Linked DNA regions of Astyanax mexicanus: region 1 is linked to region 2. Evidence: chromatin contacts called from public Hi-C data. All regions are on one chromosome and are shown on one strand. Each heading gives the region's core, a stretch centred on a gene start, on an enhancer-like site or on the middle of the called end of the contact. The rest is flanking DNA. Distances are from core to core; before and after follow the strand shown.

The links. A called contact is a pair of places that touch in the nucleus more often than the background predicts.
Region 1: a contact with region 2 is called in a Hi-C map of muscle, with 8 times the contacts expected there. The contact joins the promoter of stt3b here to the promoter of tmem42a in region 2. A contact is called at or near these places in 2 of 3 Hi-C or Micro-C datasets (both in muscle).

Annotation. Positions count from the first base shown.
Region 1 is chr6:30,638,646-30,644,940 of AstMex3_surface, reverse strand. stt3b (STT3 oligosaccharyltransferase complex catalytic subunit B) reads left to right here and starts at 4,494. Exons shown (of 16, transcript XM_022673723.2): 1 at 4,494-4,987. The coding sequence starts at 4,725.
Region 2 is chr6:30,481,067-30,486,530 of AstMex3_surface, reverse strand. tmem42a (transmembrane protein 42a) reads left to right here and starts at 3,913. Exons shown (of 3, transcript XM_007251827.4): 1 at 3,913-4,268; 2 at 5,352-5,464. The coding sequence starts at 4,086. It overlaps kiaa1143 (KIAA1143 ortholog), which reads right to left and starts at 3,034. Exons shown (of 3, transcript XM_015606460.3): 1 at 2,819-3,034; 2 at 1,176-1,317; 3 at 1-728. The coding sequence starts at 2,926. The coding sequence ends at 526.

The sequences.
Region 1 (6,295 bases), core at 3,245-5,744, 160 kb before region 2:
ATAATTTTTAATATGTTCCTTGAAATGCTATTTTTATTTCAATATAAATAAAATAAAATAATAAAATACATAAAATGCTCTGGCAATAAAAAAAAAGTGAATCATTAGAGTGAATTAGTTTCATATCCTGTAAAGTCCATTAACTTAAATGAGCTGGTATGCTGACTTTTAACATGTGTACTGTATGTACATATTCCAATCCCAATGTATGAGTAGTCTAAATTATTAAAAGCTTAACAGTCTTTAATTGAGGGTGTAACTTATTTATTACACTAATATCATGAAATGACAATAAAAGATTTCTATTATTTCTATTTTTTACATTTGTAAAATAATATATTGTCTATACAAATATAATAATCCTGACAGACCTAGTTGTATTATTTTCTGTGTCTATTCACTGTGTTTCATACAACACTAACTAAGGCAGAGATAATGATGGACAGACATGCCATGACCTGTGCAAATGATTCTTTCTCTGCAGGCTGGTCTGTTCAGAAGCACAGGAAATGGCATCTACAGTATATTAGATGAACACAGAGGAGGAGCAATACTAAGTAGCCTGGTTAGTGTGTGCATTACAGAGAAACATAAGCCATGTCTATATGCCATGGCTGTGATCAAAAGAAAGTCTGAGCGAATACTAAACAAGTTCATCAAAGCGCATCAGGATTCTCTTTCTTTCCTTTCAAAGCACCTTCATTTTCGGAGGTATCATTACAGTGAATCCCTGAAACCCTGATGTAACGCTGCAGTGGCAGTTAATAAATGGTGTGACTGGAAATAATTGCTTCGTTACACACAACCTAGGATTCAGGGTTTCTGTTGCCAGTATCAATCAACTAAATATGACCTTATTATGCATGCTGCTGGCTGAGATCATGCATCTTAGGATGGAGCTTGAGTTTTCTTTGAGTACATCTATATAACCATATATGTGATACATGCACTCTATCCCTTCACACTAGCAGCAGGCCACCTGTCTGATAAATGTTACATGAAGGTATAGTTCAAAGCCAAGTTTTAGTCAGAGCTGTGTGTTTTCTGTTGTACTTGCCTGGGTTGTAGGTTGCTTTAAAAAAAACTGTCAAATGAATAAATGTAAATGTTACAATGAGTGACAGTGAACAGGCTGTGCCACTCTCAGCAGAAACAGTTGTGCTGATGCCATGAAGGGTATTACTGTGTTTTATTACTGTGTCAACTTCCGCTTCAATCACTGTTAATTATGTGTGTTCTCCTTACGTTTTTGTGGGTTTCCTTACGCCTCCCAAAAACACGTGTGACAGGAAGATGAGCTATAGTACACTGCCTCTAGTGAATGAGTAGGTAATTGTGGTACCTTGTGTTGAGCAGTACCTTGTCCAAGGGGTACTGAATAAATGTCCTCTTAAAATGCCAAAACCAACCCTGTCATACTTAATTCTTTTTACTATTTTCCCAACATTTTCTTTTATATTTACAGTTAAACAAGCTTGTAATGTTACTACGCCTTTAAGGCCAAAATTATGTGAAAAACCTCTGTTTTAAAGTGAATAGGCAGGGCTTAACCACTGTAGGTTGGATAAAAGGACAGTGTAAATGCTAATGTGCATTACAAAAATGTTCATGCATGGATGTATGGCCTAACAAAAATACATCAACAATCAAACTCTTTTACTTAAAAATATAATACCTTCTCTGTTTGCTGTGACTTTGCTGGGCCTTTAAAAAGTACAAGCTATCTATAATTACATTTAGTAGAGCCAAAACTTAAAAACACAACAGTATCAACTGTAAAATGGCACTTTCTTCTCCGAATCCAGAAAGAAGGATGGGAGCCTGCATTGTGTCAGAGACTTCAACAACACTGTTCATTGTCTTCACCACTCCACCACGGCTACTTCAGACCATAAAGCACTTGTCTCGTTTATCATGAACACTGAGTGGTGTATTTCTGAAGTAGGATGTGAGTTCTGTGGTGCAGAAAAGACCTCCATCCGGAGCTTGTGGTAAACATTTCAGTAGATTAGGCAGAACCACAAAGACCTTCAGTGAATCTCACTGTAAAACGTTTAAACTGATACAGTCAATAGCAGGATTTGTCCAGTAATGGACAGTACCTAAGTAGTTTTTATGTAGCTTTTTTAAATATTTAAATTTAAGTGAATTTCTATTTGAACTCCATAACATTTAAAATACAAATTATCTTACTTACATTTTACTCCACTAAATTATGCAAAATACAATGCAAGGATTCATGGGGCTGTAATTGTAAAACAAAAAATAATGTGGTTCAGGTAGCATGAGATCATCATTTTCACACATGGATTGCCCATTACAGAGTCCAGACCTTAACACCGTTGAGAATCTTTGGCATGTGCTGGAGAAGGCTTTGAACAGCGGTCAGACTCTACCATCATTAATGCAAGATCTTGGTGAAAAATTAATGTAACACTGGGTTGAAATAAATATTGTGACATTTCAGAAGCTTATCAAAACAATGCCACAAACAAAGCGTGCATCAATCAATGCCAAAGGTGGTCCAATAAAATATTGGAGTGTGTGACCTTTTTTTTTGTATTAACATTATTTTTGTGCATACTCTGTGCATAATAATATAGCATATCAAAAAAGTAGTGTATGAAGCAAACTCAACAATCAGTGTCTACTTTTGTTTAACCAGTTTTGAACTTATTGGACATTGATTCCCAGTGTCTATATCAACATAAATGATGGAATATTTAGATGCAGTACAGCAAAGGAAAATGGGTATGTGAATCTGTGTTAAAAACACATTTTTTTTTTATTAAATAAGATCCAAATAAAAAATAAAAAAAATAACTAATGTTAACTGCTTGCCTTCTGTGTTTTTAAAAGACAACAGTGTCAGACTATTATAAGTAACATCCTATAAAACTATTGGTCTTACAAAAAGGATAATGACACATATATTTGTACTTTTACTCAAGGGGATGTTAAGAAAACTTTAACTGAAATAATATTTCACCTTGGGTCTCTCTACCTTAATTCTAATAGCTTCTTGTTTTAGGAAAACTCTTCCACCACCACTGCCTGCTCATTCTTGTGTATGAATGTGCCTCGAGGAGTCATATAAGAATATTTTTATCTAGCTAGCTAATGCAAGTTACTTTATTACTAGGCAATATAATTAAATGATAAGCTGACTAGCTGTCAAAAAAAGAGAGCGCGTTTCTTTACAATAAACACACCCACTTATCCAACTCTCTACACCTAACACTGCTTCACACCTTCTGACTGAACATAACCCGACATTTAGCTTCAAAACAAAAGCGGAAAGACGAAACACTAGAAAACTCTCTAGTTAGCCTTATCTCTCTGATAGCTCGATTTGCTATCGTGGCAGACTAATCTAGCAGACTCATCTCTTCCCTCTCCCATTCAGATTCATTTATTCTATTGGTCCGCCGCTCCCGCTTCTGTGTTCTCTGATTGGCTACAATAGCTGTCACTCATAGTGACTCTCTCTGCGCTCTTAGTGCCTCTCGCCGAGCCTGTTCAACAGCTCCGCAGGGTGTCAACTCCCCGCCCCATTGGTCAGATTCTCCGCCCATCACCTGCGTGCTCGCACAGGATTGGTTGATGCGGTCACGCTGGCGAGCCTCATAGTCGTACCTGTCCCGCTGTGACAGGCTGAAGCTTCTTCCCGAACCACTCAGTGGTCCCGCCCCCTCCTCGAGAGGAACCAGTGACGCGAGGATCGATTCAATTTAGTGATTCGACTCTATAGAACGCCCTGTTTCATTGAATCAAATGTCAAATTGAAAGATTCATTTGGTAACATGGGGTCTGGGGCCGCAGTGATCTGTCAAGTTTACTTTAGCATCACATTTTATTCATACAATAATTAACCAAGTTCTTGTTTAAACATGTTAAACATTGTAACCAATTAAATAATTATAGAAATTAAATATCGCAGTGTAACTTACTTAATACAGTCACTGTTTCACTGTAGCCTTTATCAGTTCAACTGTCTGACCATTTTAGGCTAAATTAAATTATAAAAATAGAGAATTGGGTGTTAAAATGGCTATTTTTGCATTTAGCACAGTAAAGACTAAAAAGTATTTCATCATCTTTTCGACATTTTTAGTTTTCATTTCAGCTTTTCAGAATCAGAATTTCTGAAAAAAATCACCTTTTTTACATTGTTGCATCTTGTAACAAAATATGATACCATAGTTCAACCTACTATTTTATATGATGCAAAAAGGGAACAATCAAAGTAAAAATTATCTATTTTTTTCTGAAATTCTGAGGGTGAGTCAGAAATATAAAAAATATAAAACTGCTAAAATGGATGAAAACACTTTTTTTTACTATGCTACAAAAAAAGACAACTTTATATGACCTGATATAGGTAACACTGAGCCTAAACTACGGCAAATTGACTTTAGAAGTCGTTGGACGTCGGTTGGGCTTCGATGAATCAGTCCGTCCGACTGGTTGAAAAGAACCGGTTCACAATTCATTCATCGCTAGCAGGAACTGGTGGATCTCGTGCGCGCCGAGTACTACAAGCCGGCTAGCATGCCGCTCAGAGCCGGACCCGATTTCCAATAATTCCCCGCAGAAAGCCGCGGTGTGTGCAGGAGCAGGGCCCAGCTGCAGAGAGGAAGACGCCGAAGCGAGCAGGGGAGTGCGCGAGCCGGAGCGGAGCGTGTGGCCGCGGGAGAGCCTTCCTGAGCGACCGACTCCAGAACATGGCGGAGCAGCACGCCACCTCCGAGTGCAGGCACAAAGCGAGCCCGGGCGCTGGGGGCTCCGTCTCGGGCAACGGGCGACCCAACACCGCGGCTGCGTGTGGCGGCGGGGGCGGAGGCCTGTCCGGCGGGTTGACGCAGCCGGCGGGCTGGCAGTCTCTCCTGTCCTTCACCATCCTGTTTCTGGCCTGGCTGGCGGGCTTCAGCTCCAGGCTCTTCGCTGTGATCCGATTCGAGAGCATCATCCACGAGTTTGACCCCTGGTGAGTAAAAGCGGCGCTAGCTGAGGCTAACACAGCTAGCTTAACCAGCTAACAGCGCTGCAGCCGGTCTCTGGAGGAGGAAAATAAAGGGGGATAGGGAGCTGTTGTAACTGGAGTAGAGGGAGACATAGCGGAGAAATGAAGCCTAGTTAATCATATAGCCTAGATAAACTAATAATTTAACTAGCAGTGGTGAAGAGCAGAGAAGCGTTTCTCTCTGAACTCTGGAAGGAAGGTGGAGGAGGATGATCTGGTCTTCCTTCATTCTTGCGAGGAGACTGACTGTGTTGTAGCATTAGAGGAATTATCTACAGGCGAAATTTATAAGTCATATTTCGGGTGAAGATCACCAGGAGAAAAAGTGGGGACATGATGTTTATAGGTAACCTAGCCTAACTAAGCTAAGGCAAGCTAGCTGGATCTGTGTGAGACCTTTGTGGCCTGTGTGCGTTGATGCATTATTGTCTCATAATTAACCTCCTCCCTGAAATACATTACCGTAATATACTAAGTTCAACCTAGCTAGCTGTATTTGTTTGTAATTTAATCGACTATGTAGTAGTCTATATTGCATACAATATTTAGGCTGACCCTCATTTTGTAATGTAGCCCAGTGTATTGAAAATTAAAATATAAATTAAGACAGAAAAACAACCGAGGAAAATAAAGGTAAAAAAATACATTAAACGTAGTTAGCTAAAATGACCAGATGAATAATGTAATAAGATAAAATAATAATAAAAAAAAATAGGTCAAAAGATGTAACAAACAAACAAGTAATAAAAAGCTGTGAATCTTAAACAAGTAAAAGTATGAGCAGTCATGATTATAAAAATGAAGCTATTGTTAATAATAATGAAAATAATAAACAATTAAAATTAAGTCAACAGTATTTACAGAAATAAGTAAAATAACAATACTTATAAAATTGCTAAACACACAAAAAAAAGATTATTAAATAAATGAGTTGGTTGATAAAGTAAATAAAATGTATTCTTGCATTATGGGATTGAGAAATAATAAAATTGTATTAATTCTATATGTTTTTGCTTTTACAATGTTTCCTATTACCATAACTCTATCATGTTTCTGTCAATGTTCAGTGTGTTTAGCTCTGTTGCTGTATATAGCTTAAGGTTGTGCTAGTTTTCTCTGCAGCTGCAGGACTGTTCAGTCCAGTTTACTCTTTGATTGAGTTTTAAATTAGCTAAATTGCATTGACAGAATGCGCTTAATCTATATATCCAGCAGTTCATTTCCTTGGTAAATTAGTAATGGGGGTTGCTTCACACCCAACCAGGAAGTGGT
Region 2 (5,464 bases), core at 2,664-5,163:
CAACAAAAAGGAAACAACCAACCATTGTACAACAGTCTCTAAGATTTCGAGACCAAAATAAAGCATACATTAAAAATGTAAATACAGCTCCTTTATAGAAGCTATACATGTAAGTAGTACATCTGCTTTTGGCAGAATAATTGTCTACAACTTCTCTAATGCAGTTCACAATCCTCTCCTTACTACATTGATCTCACTAAACATCCTTTTTATTCTCCAGCCAAACTGATTCACAATTTACATTAGTCTCTTCAGTGTTAAATGGTGATAAAATGTACACAATTATGAATATGCTAAAAAAAAAGGGAAAATCTCACAGGCAGCTTTCAAGTGGTTTTCAGAATCCTCCATGATGAAGTTTTGATTTTAAAAATCCTCAAAAAAAAAAAGGTTCCTAAAAGCACCACAAGCTAACAAATTTAATTGAAAATATCTGTAAATACTTTGTCATATGATGTTTTAATATTGGAACACTGAAGAAACTGTCCAAACCCGGGTCAGTTACAGGATGTAAGACAGAAAAGGTCAGTCTTCTTCTTCATCGTCACCAAAGGACAGCAGGCTGCTGTTCTTTACTTTCACCCCAGATTTGCTCTCTTTCTCCTTTTCCCCATCTTCACTCTTCTTCTTCTTTTTGCTAGAGCTGGCAGTAATGCCTTCAAACTTGTCAGATGAGCGTTTTTCAGGTTTCTTAAATATAATCTTCCCATCAGGAGGAGGTTGATCATCTGGTGGAGCAATAAACCATTAATAAGCCATTAGTTTGCTGAAGAGGAATGCACTTTAGACATATCTTTAAACTCCTGGTTGCTGGTTAAAATGCTTACTAATGCTCATGTGGATGACTGCAGTATAATTTTTAGTGCAATGTTCAGAACACCTTTTTTAAGCATGGGCGTAGTTGACCCTTTTAAGGGGGTCATATTGTCTTTTTTAGAAGGAAGTTTGTCTCTGAGAAGTTAAAAATTATTAAAATCTTAGAAGTACATCATAAAACAACATTTTTAAATGATAAAACAGCAGTCTGGACAAATAGTATAATCTAGACAATAATATGAATCTGTTTTTTCTGAAACTCACCACCCCTTTTTTAAATGTAGGGCGGTGTGGCTGGGTCTACACCTCTGATCCTAGAATCAGCTCTGCTTTTAGGTATGCACAATGTAAACAGTTACCTTTCTTAGAGTCTTTGTCTTTTTTGATTTGCAGGACCTCGTCTGCACTTAGGTCACCCTTCTTCAAGACCACGACTTGGGGCATTTCATCCTCCTTGTCACTATCACCGCTGTCATCATCAAATGTTGGCATCTGTTGTTTCTAAAATGCAAAACAGACAGATTCTTTTACTATCATTGCACAGAGTACAACAAAATTAAGTAGAAATCCAAATCCCCTAACACATAAGAAAGCAATAAAAACAACAAACCAAATGAGGTAAAAGTACTTAAATATAAAATATAGAACACATATATCAACTAGATTAAATAAAAATACAAATTATAAAGCTGATAAATAGTATTCACAAATTGCACATTCTGGAGGCAACAGTTGTACAAATAAATAGCTAATAAATACAAATATTTAATTTTATATACACAGCAGAGCTGTAGTGTGTTTTTTTTTATGGGCAATACAAACCCAGTTAAAAAAACAATGTTAAACAATACTTTATAAAATATGAAGACCTTTTTTCTGTAATGTAGATTTTTTTTGTTTCACATTGCTGCCAATTACAATCAAATTATTGACCATGAACTTTTATTTTTCTTCACAAATATTTTAACTTTCACAGACCTTTTTTAAAGACATTAACACACATTCAGAATATTCCTATTGTTCTATAACCTTTAACTATGATGGTGTAAAAGTATGTGTGGTTGAAGGGTAAATACATGGATACAATGACCTCACTGAATACACTTTAGTTTCATTCTCCAGCCAGTCTGATTAGAAATTTACATAAGTCTCTTCTAGGTGTGTGCCATATCGTATTGTACACAGTAATAGTGCCAACATTTTTTAACATCGCAAACAATATTATACCCTGAAATATCGTGCCATATCACTCAACCCTAATATTCACATCAGGGTATTACTTTTTTGCTGTTTTTTTATTTTTTGCAAGAGAAAAAGTTACACTGTTCACATGCCCCATTATATATCTACTAAAGACAGATTATATATATGGAGAGACATTTGGAGTGCATTATTAGTATCATAATGTTCTGGATTATTGACATCTGTTACAAATCTGATAAAATTCTCTCAGTTAGCAGTGTGCCATATCATACTGTATGCAATAATAAAATTGAATATTCATTTTGTTGCTGTAGTATGTTATTGAAATATATATATTTTTCATTTTAGTGTTTTATCGTCATATCGCCAAGAGTATCGTTATCGCTAAAATACTATGAAACATTGTGATACTATTTTAGGGCTATATCGCCCACCCCTAGTCTCTTGAGTGTTAAATGATGATAAAAAGCACAAGTATACATAGTTATGAAAATGCTTAAAGAGGGAAAATATCACTTACACACCTTCTGAGTCAAACTCTCAATAACTAAACCTCACAGGTAACATTTAGGTGGTTTTTCAACTCATACTTTTAGCCCTATTTTCACCACACTCTTTCAGAACATAGTTCCTTCTAAACTGAAGAGAACAGAAGCACTTTAGTACGAGGCGCTAGTGTGTGTTTGTGTGAATTCAGTCCCTGATAAAAAAAATAGGGGAACTTGAGCAGCAATGAAGCGACTTTCCTTACAGCAGCCATGCTAATGCTAATGCTAAATAAATAACCAACCTAGGTTACCTTCGTTTCTACGGTCGGACCCTCTTTATAACCAACGTCATTCTTGAATTTCCGCAGAAACGACGGCTCATTCGGCTTCACCCACGACACGTTACCTTTTTTACTCATTATTTAAACTAAACAAACTAAATAGACAGCAGATGGTAACGTTAGCTCCAGGTTCAGAGCCTCTAGCTAGCTTTAAAACACGGACAGCCGCGTGAGGTCATCAACACTCGCCAGCCTCTGTTTACATCAGTCCGGATCTTTTTAGAGAGCCGGTTCTTTTGACTCGGTTCACTAAAAAGAGCCGACTCTACCTACTAATAAAGGCTAAAGGCTATACATATTGCATAGTAGCTTAGTCTTATTATTGAGTTTTATTGATTTTATTTAGTTAGCTAGCTATAAATACTGTACAATGTGATGTGTGGGTGTTATGTTAACTGTTTTTAACTTTTTTTTTTCTAAATTTCGAATTAGGATTGTTTCTAGTTTTATTTCTACTCTATGATATGTCATTGCTAAATTTTAAGCAGCCATTAACAACTGTCATATGTTTTTTGTCTGTTCTGAAAAAATATATATATTTTAGGGGATTATTGGTGTCAATATTATTTGTGTTTTGTATGTTTTTTTTTTTGTATTTTGCACAATTTGTAGTTTCCCCTGCAGCCTGTCCGTGTGTCATTAAGCTGTGTGTGTGTGTTTGTAACTCCTCCCCTCTCGCTTAGTGAACATCTTGACCAATCACGGCTCACGTTCAGGAGTCGGCTCCGGTGGTTCACTTCAGAAAGTCGGTTCTTCGAGCCGGTGTTACGTCGAGTTATGCTACCCATCGATACGTGCTTTCTAAAGGCACTGCGCATGCGCTGACCGACGCTTTTTAATTTTTTTTTATAAATGACGCTTTTTTATAAATCTGTTTGCTTTTTTGTGCATTAAACATCCTAGACTCATGGTCATTGCACAAAAGTGTAAATGGAAATTAATAAAAATAAATACAATAATTATTCTACTGGGAACATGGTGCTTTTGTATTTTTATAGTTAAATATACTCTAGGGTAGCACGGATTGACAAGGTAGCACAATTCGACAGAACACCGGATCTTTCCCATCACTAATTCTCATAGAGAAGCAGGAAGTGATAGGTTTGGTTTATCCAGTTGTTCTGGTCCCGGTCCAGGTGCTGGTTGTGTCAGACAGTGTCTAAACCCCTCTGGTTCAGAATGCTCGCCGGTGGTTTTCAGTAGAGTATATTATAGAGGTAGTACCGGTTAATTGGTGATGCTGGGTGGGAGCGTGTACGCGCTGCTGGCGGGGTTTCTGGGGGCTGCGGCGTCCTGCAGCGCTAAACTGTCTCTAGGAGCGAGTTACCTGACAGAGCTGTGTGAGCGCGGAGTGAGGAGCTGGGCTGTGGAAGACAGCAGGATTCTCAGCCTTAATGTCGACCCAGCAGCCTGTGAATGGGTGAATCCTTCATCCCTCACTAATCACGCTGTATAAAATTTAAGATTAGGAGATCAATACATGTGAATTATGTCTATAGGACATATATTTTATTTATCAAAAAGTTTTTTTTTCTCAGTGTAAAGGAAGGTATGGTTTTTAATATTCAAGGTGGCTGAAATGCTGATCATTCATTCAGATAAAAAAAAAAACAGTGTCCTGATAAACCAGCTGTTTAACCATATTAGCTCTTGACCGGATAAAGGACTGTCACAGTAAAATATATGTTGTCCCAGAAATTGCAATAATCAATATTATATGGCATAATTATATAAAAAAAATAGCATAACAAACCAGTTATACCTTTCTAAAGACAACAAAATCAATCATGGATTAATCACAGATTGGAAAATATATACTTTATTCTTCACCTCCTGCAGTCCACACTTTGTGTATATAAAGTCACAGTTATAAAGCATTGGCCATTGCATGACTGGGTTAAATACTGGTCAGTGTTATATATGTAAACAAACATACAAATAAACACAATGGACAATATCACGATTATTAAATATTATTGATGTCATGTACATTTATTGTACGAGAAGTCGTGACAGGCCTAAGCATGTTAATTTGTGTTTATTCAGGTTAATGGACTATAGCTAGTCTATAAGCATGACCAGCAAGCATGACTAAACTAGCCACCAATCTGATGACTTGGGTAAAGGTAATTAAATAGTTGACTGATTTGTGATAGTCGTGCTGGTCAACCAGCTTTTTAATTTTGGTCTGTGGGAGGAAACCAGAGTCCCTTGAGGAATCCCACGCTGACACGGGGAGAACATGAAAACGCCCCCTAGATAGGGACTTGAACCCAAGACCACAAGCCACGGTGCCTCCAAGATACCAAAAATATTAATATAGAAATGTCACCAACAGTTGCAGTCTGTGCTAAATTTATGCAAATAACAAATAAAGTTACTGTTTTAGAATTTATTTATTTTTCTTAACACTAAACAAAAAACTCAAACAATTTTCTTACATGTGTACAGTGTCTGAGGAACTGACTGTGTTCTTGTTTTTGATTTCTGATGTTCTCCACAGCTCCACATTCCTTTGAGATTGCTGTGTGGACTGCTGCTCTTTATCTGTAATGCTGTGATGTGGACATTCTTTGCCAAAGCTCTCAGGCATTCATCGTCCTCTGCCCAGGCGAC